Regions from separate parts of the Danio rerio genome. Here all the other regions are linked to region 1. Evidence: chromatin contacts called from public Hi-C and Micro-C data. All regions are on one chromosome and are shown on one strand. Each heading gives the region's core, a stretch centred on a gene start, on an enhancer-like site or on the middle of the called end of the contact. The rest is flanking DNA. Distances are from core to core; before and after follow the strand shown.

Region 1 (2,700 bases), core at 118-2,617:
TTCCCAAGTTTAGGTTTAAAGTAAAGTAAGATTATTGTTTTTCTAGTTTGCTGTTGATGCCACCCTTCAAATCCACAATCTGTGTCTCTTTATGGCTCTTTAGAGTCTCTTGACACTTGTGCCGCTTACAAGTTATTTGTAAAGCAAATGATTTACAGTAGGCACACTGACAGATAAATCATGTGTGAAAGCATGTCAAGAGCTCTCTCAGAATAGACAGCTAAAATACCAAATGCCGTTTGGGTTAAAGAGGACAAAATGGTCCTCCAGGAGTAGTTGAAAACTCATTTGATTGGATTGCTTTAATAGAGCAGATGCTCATGCGGTCAAATGTTTTCAAAGGATGTGAGCTTTCTTCTTTAACCTATTTTTCTTCTCACACATTGTGTTGTTGAAGAACAGTAGTATTTATTATTATATTTTTTATGTCTGATAGTTCTAATAATTTTAGAAAGGATAATAATAATAATAATAGCAACAACAACAACATAAATATTGAAATTCTCTCCACTTTTACATAGTTAAAATATTAAAAATTACAAATCAGAATATTAAATATTATTATCGACTACATATTATTTTCACTTTACATAAATAAATACAAATTATAGATTTATTATTTAGACTATAAGAATATGATATAATATAATATAATATAATATAATATAATATAATATAATATAATATAATATAATATAATATTTAAACACAATATAATATAATAATATTATAATAATCACAGCAAGAAGGTCACTGGTACAAGCCTCGGCTTGGTCAGTTGCATTTCTTTGTGAAGTTTGCATGTTCTCTCCGTGCTGGCGTGAGTTTCCTCTGGGTGCTCAGGTTTCCCCCACAAGTCTAAATACAAGCGGTACAGGTGAATTGGGTAAGCTAAATTGTCCATAGTGTATGTGTCTAAATGAATGTGCATGAAAGTTTCCCGGTGATGGCTTGCAGCTGGAAGGGCATCCACTGCGTAAAAACATATGCTGGATAAGTTGGCGGTTCATTCAGCTGTGGAGACCCCAGACTAATAAAAGGACTAAGCCGAATCATATATTATATTATATTATATTATATTATATTATATTATATTATATTATATTATATTATATTATATTATATTATATTATATCCCAATGATCATTGTCCCTTTAAGAAGCAGTGAGAGTAAAAGGAGGGGGCGCGGTTTCTCACTCTGGGTGGGAAAGATAGGCGGGGCTAAGGCGAGTTGACTGACAGCTGGGCCCAGGCAAGTCCAAAATCGCAGCGCCTGAGCGCTCCAAAGCAGCCAATGAGAGCCAGAGCCTGGCCGTCAATCATGCCCCAAGAGCCAATTGTAAAGCAGAACGAGGGAATCTTTATCACTTCTGATGTATCCAACGTGGGACGAAGGAACGTCTGGATAAAAAGAAAGTAAAGTCCGGGAGGGGGAAAACAAGCGGTGGAAACGGTTAGAAGTGCGAGGTGAATTTGTAAATTATCAGAGTTTTCGGACCGTACAACGAGATCAAGATAAAAGCTTCCCAATTCCTTCAACCGCGCGCTGGAAGGAGAGAGTGTACGAACGAACGAGAGAGCCGCAAAGTTCACAACAGTCGGACGGCTTTACTGGAACTGTTTCTCTTCAAAACTGTTTTATTGTTTTTACTTGACTGATCGTGGAGTCGCAGTTTGGATACTTTGTAAGAAGAAACGAGAGCCTCAAACTTTTTAAAGAGTGCGGTTTTCCCTGTGGAAAAGTTTCTTTAAAGCGCCGATGATCCTAGATTTTCCTTCAACGCGCTCGTGTGGAGTTAATGGACACGATCTACTATGTGTTTACTCTTCGTTATAATGAATCCCTTAGGATCAAAACATTATAAGAAGTTCAGAAACACCGTGGACAATTTAAACTCCTCAAACTACATTTGATTCAGTGGATCGCTCTTGCCAAAACAAAGCGCCCGTCTATCCCCCATACAGACCCCCTTTTCAACCTTTTAAGGACAACTGCATTTAGTTTTGGCTACTGGACAAGTTTCTTGTATTGCCTCGTCGTGATTCACCTTTGATTTACTTACGTGGTGCTGCAGAGGAGATTTTTTTTCAAACTGTGGGACTGTTTTCAAGTTCAGGGCAGATGCATTGCCCGAAAGCAACGCAGTATAATTTGATAGTACCGCTGGGTAAACAAACAACTTAATGAAGGCGAATTACTCGAACTCTGAGAAACTCAATAAGCTCGAGCTGTCCGTTTGTGGATGAGAGAGATCAGTCGTTAAGCGCTGAGACAACTGGATACAAAATGGCGGCGTGGCTGGGACAGATGGGATCACTTTCATATCATGTGTTTTATTGGCTTTTGACGCTGGAACTGTTAATCAATTATGGCGCACCGTGTCCTCAAAACTGTACGTGTACGCTTGATACGACCGACTGCAGTCGTTTGGACATGACTGATGTCCCTCAAGACTTGCCAAAGAGCACTGTGCATCTGTAAGTACACAAAACTGTCCAGTCCGAACCAAATGCCTTGTTAAACACCTAAACAACACGCTTTCAATTACTAAACACCAAGCTAAAGTTGTCATTTGACGAAACAATGGCTCGTAAGTCATAGAATATCAAACGACAAAAATGCCAATTCTAAAATTGTCTCATAAATAATATAAGACGTTTAAAATTACCTTGAAGTACTGACAGAGGATTTTCTGCCCA
Region 2 (2,700 bases), core at 94-2,593, 160 kb after region 1:
AACTAACTGAGGAAAGCTGGATGTGCTGCTTAGTTTGTTTTGTCTAATAAATGACCATCTGACAAGCTAATCCAGCTAAGAAAGAAAGAAAGAATCGTATAGCAGAAAAACTTGTCTGGAGGATGCTTTAGATCATATTATATTTTAAACATTAATCTTATCAATTATTATTTAATATCAAACACATTTTTAAATATTAAGAGTTTAAATGCAAAAACATTTAAATTCTGTCAGATTTTTTTTTATCAGTTTCATGTGTGTGTATGTTTGGTAATTTTACCTTTATGGCAAAGAATAAGTTAGTTGTATGGTCTTTAAAGTGGAAAAAAACTCAACACTTACACTTACAGGTTTTTGCATCTGAACTCTTTCTATATACTTTTTATTTAATTACATTTAATTACATTTATTTTTTCAATATAAGCATTTAGTACTGTTAATAATATATTATGCAATGCAATTATATAAAAATTAGAATCAACGTTTATAATAAATTTAATTTAATTGCTAAAATATTTTACTGAATTCTGGAATCCTAAAATCCAAGTTTTACATTAACTTTGTATTATTATTATTATTATTATTATTATTAGTATTAGTATTATTATGAGTAATGATTCATTTAAATACTAAAAAATAACATATTATAATGAATATATATTTGTTTTAATCACAATATTTATAATATCACAAAATTTATTACAATATAGTAAAACATACACAATAAAGGTTTAGATTTGTTTATACTTCATTAACATTAAATAATTTTAAATCATTTTAAATGACTCAAATAATAACATTAATACTATACTAATCGTTTTTAAATGATCCAACTTAATTTAAATCCGTAAAACGTAAAAATAATCATTTAAGAAAATCTAAGTTGTGTTTTATTCTGAACTTTTATTTTATTGAAGACCATTCATTCTCAAGACTTCTATAATCAAAGATAATTCTGATAAATAGTTTAAATATACTGACACTATTGCAGCATTCTTAGATTTATCTCAATCTAAATGCATTTAGAACAGCAAAAAAATAAAATAAAATAAAATAAATTAAAATAAAATAAAATTCAATATGCTGGATAAGTTGGCGGGTACTTCTGCTGTGGCGACCGCTAATTAATAAAGGGTCTAAGCCAAAAAGAAAATAAAGAAATAAAATGAAAGGTACGGAATGGCAGGAGGTTGAGTAAATGATCTAAACAATGCTAGAATTTTCTAAAGCACCTACAGCATCTGATTTGCAGCGAATCCTCAGAAAATGTCGGACACCCAGCAACAGCCTAAGCAGAAGCTGACAGATGCAGCTCAAGGCTTGGGTGTTTAAAAACTACATTCTTCCAGGGTTGCCAGTTCTCCTCTCCTCCCCTTCACATCTGTGCTGATATACAGAGTGAGATCTCTCCGTCAATGTCACAAAAACTGCTGCTCACAAACTCCTCATTCGTTTTTAAAACTACAGTTATCTTCCAGAAAAAATACACTTGTAAAGGAGAAGCAACAGTTCTATCGCAAAAAAAGAAAAGAAAAAAAGGTTGTGCTGTTTGATGTTTATAATAATCTGAGCGCTGTGATCTTTTCCAGCTTTCATGCAGATGGTTATCAGATCTGGCCTAATCCTGTTATGCCCTCTAGTGGATGAACTCAAAATACAGTCTATGAGAGCAATTTAATATTTATATTGTTATATTATATTATATTATGTTTATATCTATATAAATACAATATAATAATAATAATAATAATAAAAATAATAATAATAATAATAATAATAATAATTATTATTATTATTATTATTATTATTATTATTATTATTATTATTATTATTATATTCTATTATTATAGTCCCAAGAACAGAGACAAACCAGAGACAAAAATGGCTGGTGTGTGTGGAAGAAACCAAACATTTTTACAACATAATATACACCTATTCATGACAGTCAAACAGTTTTGTTTGATAAGACCTCAATGTAATTTCATGGGTATAAGAAGAATTCATTTTGCTTCACCTGTTCATGTTTTTTCTGACTGTTAATGTGCCAGTAACCACTGATTTAAAGAGATTTAACAATTTACTCATTATTTATTTAGCCTCCCTTACGTGGTTTGAAAATCTTTCTTATGTTGAAGACAAATGAAGATATTTTGAAGTATGCTGATAAACCTGTAACTACTGATTTCCATAGTAAAAAAATATATATATATAAATAAAAAAATAAATATTATGAAAGTCAATGGTTACAGGTTTTCAGCTTTCTTTAAAATATCTTCTTTTGTGTTCAACAGAAAAAAGAAAGTCATATAGGATGAAAAAACAGTGACATAATTTAAAATTTTGAACGAACTATCATACAAAAATGAAAATTACTCCATTACTCAAGCCATCCCCTGTGTATAGGACTTAATTTTCTGACTTAATACAGCTGCAGTAGCTTTAAACTTTTTTTTTTCTTTTTTACTTATCATTGATTTACATCATTCTCATTTGTGCAATGTTTCTATGCATTACAATTTATTTAGATAACAAGTATGAAAAAATGCTTACAAAAATGGCCTGAAAGTGAGTGAATTATACCGCATTTTTCACATTAAATCAACAAAAAATTGACATTTTTGGTTGAGCGATGCCTTTTAAGAAGTCTACAGCGCACATTACAGTGTTTTTAGGAACAGCCACAGTTATTGTTCACATTTA
Region 3 (2,700 bases), core at 77-2,576, 190 kb after region 1:
TGAAAGAAGTACAAACCTTAAATTTGGATCCTATAGACCAAACAACCCAATCAAATTCAATAACTGTATGATGCAAAAAAAAAATTTTAACCATAAACAATTTCAGCTTCTTCTTTTAAAAGGCTGGCCATCTATAACATAAATTAGGACATTACTTGGAATTGTTCATATAAATATATGCTAACTAACAAAGTAAAAGCAATGTAACAAAGTAAAAAATAGTTAAAAAGAAACAATTTAATTAAAAAAATGATTTAATAAAAACATCTAGGCCAAAAAAATTATGTAATAATTAGAAATTTTATGTCATTAAAAGCATGACTTTTTGTTTTAATTTGGATTATTTTATTATTTGTTATTATCGGGCTATCATATTTTATAGTTTGTACTTTTTTAGAAAAAAAGGTGTCTTAACAAAATATTTGATTTTAAAATGTACGATAAAAGGGTCTTTTCTTTTCTTTTATTAAACATATAGTAATGTACATCAACTTACCATTATCAGCATACCTTTGCATTACAAAAAAAAGGAAACAGGTGCAAAAAAAAAAAAAATTACCTACATGATATGTTCCATAAAATAAAAATGTAAAGGCCATAGGAATGGCTTTAATAGTAAAAGGGTCTTGAGAAAAGTCTCTTTTTTATTATGCAAAAAAGAGGGAATATACAATCACATTACATTATATAGAAAATTGAAACAAAAAACACATTTAAAAAAAACAAAGAAAAAAAAAACGAAATGGGTATATACATCACACATTAAAGAAAGATATTATATAATTTACAAATTTCAGTTGTTTTCCAGTCTATTTTTGTGAAAGAGTTAGAAATAGTTTCAAAGTAATACTGCATTTCAGTAAGCAAAATATAAATAAAAAAGGTTTTTGGTTTAAATATTTACATTTATGTATATAATTTGTTGTTAATAAGATAATATGATTAAGAAAATATATTTTCTTTTTATGTAAAGCTTATTTTTTATAATTGACAAAACCAATCAAAACAGTTTCCCATAGTTAGGAAAAGACTTTATAAACCTTCTAACATCAACAATTGCAAAAATTGCAAATTAGTGTAACTGCATTGCCAAAATAAGTGTACTAGGAACTCTGGGCATTGCTTACAAAATAAATTATTAGAGTCAATATATTTTTAAATCTCACTAAGAGAGTATTCACTGGGTAGAAGAGCCTCTTTTAGGGCGTATCTTCTGGGCGGGCATACGCAATGACGCCACGTGCGTGATGACATCGCTGGCTATCACAGGGTTGTTTTGGAGGAAGTTAAAGCAGATCCTGAAACAGAAAGAGAAAAAAAGAACCGTCAGTTAACAGGGGGCAACAACGGTTACAGCGCCCGTATCGGTATTCCCGAATCCGGATTAATTTACTCATACACTCGCCAAAAACGATCCAGTTTTCAACTGACGACAGAAGCTGAAGTTATTGTTTGTTTTTTTTCCTCATAAACATCAGGCTCGTGTAAGGGCACGGTAGCAGTTTAGCTTACAGGCTACAGCACAGCACAAAAAAACAGACTGATATTCGCTAGATCTCCTGCTTTATAAACCAGGTGAGTTATAAAATCCGAATATATGCTTGTATATCTGAAATCGAGTGAATGATCGTGGATTTATGGAGAGAGAATGTGTGATTGGCATGTAACGTTAAGCTAACGAGTGACATTAGCAAACGAGATCATTTGTTGTGATGTTAAAGGGCATTAAGTCGCTTTTATTCATGTTTATTTTATATGTAAGGGTTTTTATGGTTAAAATCAGCCACTGATGTTGATTTGTGAGGCCCTGGATGATCAGGTGTTTCCAGTTACCCTGACAGGCCTGACAGTCGCGCTGGGTATTTTTTTTATTATTTTAATTTTTTGTTTGTTTGTTTTTCTACATATGCGTTTGCTCTAATGCATCTTGTTTTATCGTACACCGTTATCTTGAGCTAATGTACACATCAAAACAATCATTGAGAGTCACTAATAAAGTAATAATCGATCAGAAAATGGATTTTACAGCGCTGCTTGGCTTTCATGTGGAATCATCTGATTGCACAACAAGCAGCCGCATTAAATACAGTTTCTGCTTGTATGTTTACTGCACACGGGAACAGGCGTGGGGTATTGCGAAACAAGCCGTTTTTAATAAACAATCATTATTAAAGGATAAAATCTCCTATATTCTATACCTCTTTATTGTTCAAAGGTAGCGTCGATGTATACTGTAAAACGCGTGTGTCAGTGGCTTTAGTACGCACTTGGTTATTTGTTGCATGATGTCGAAACGGCTGACTGACTTTCTCCTATTCTTTTTCGTACTGAGGGAAAGTGCTCTACCATGTGATCCGACTTTACCGAGTGTCATGGGTTCCAGATTAAATATGGAGTCGTAAAAGTGGTGGCAGTCATGAACTGTGTCTCAAAATCTTGCGAGCCTCTTAACTAGCCAGTAGGGCTGCACAATATATTGATTCAGCATCGATATCGCAATGTGATCATTCGCAGTAGTCAAATCACAGAATATGAAATGTTTAGTAAAACTGTTTTATTATATATTATAAGTTTTCATTTTCATGTGATTTTTGATGCATGTGACGGCTGGGCGATATGGCAAAAATGCTATCTCGATATATATATTTTTTTAATTTATAACGATGTATATTTCAATATAAGTTGTTAATGCTTTCAAAT

Evidence for each region. Hi-C and Micro-C count contacts between places; a contact is called where the count stands out from the background.
Region 2: a contact with region 1 is called in a Micro-C map of caudal fin, with 4 times the contacts expected there. The contact joins the enhancer-like site here to the promoter of lrig1 in region 1. A contact is called at or near these places in 2 of 18 Hi-C or Micro-C datasets (caudal fin and an unstated tissue) and 1 of 4 datasets of contacts at active chromatin or transcription factors (caudal fin).
Region 3: a Hi-C map of hematopoietic stem cells shows a contact between it and region 1, with 2.1 times the contacts expected there. The contact joins the promoter of rab7a here to the promoter of lrig1 in region 1. A contact is called at or near these places in 2 of 18 Hi-C or Micro-C datasets (hematopoietic stem cells and an unstated tissue).

Annotation. Positions count from the first base shown.
Region 1 is chr11:18,531,791-18,534,490 of GRCz12tu, reverse strand. It overlaps lrig1 (leucine-rich repeats and immunoglobulin-like domains 1), which reads left to right and starts at 1,367. Exons shown (of 20, transcript XR_012387111.1): 1 at 1,367-2,478.
Region 2 is chr11:18,371,389-18,374,088 of GRCz12tu, reverse strand. The region is part of intron 5 of slc25a26 (solute carrier family 25 member 26); the gene reads right to left. Among named protein-coding and RNA genes, the nearest start is that of slc25a26, 27 kb to the right of the region's middle. Within about 2 kb of position 1,343, at least 6 of the 62 cell types and tissues checked have an H3K27ac peak or open chromatin away from gene starts, as enhancers often do. A contact at or near this core is called in caudal fin, where this site is marked.
Region 3 is chr11:18,342,398-18,345,097 of GRCz12tu, reverse strand. rab7a (RAB7a, member RAS oncogene family) reads left to right here and starts at 1,326. Exons shown (of 6, transcript NM_200928.1): 1 at 1,326-1,575.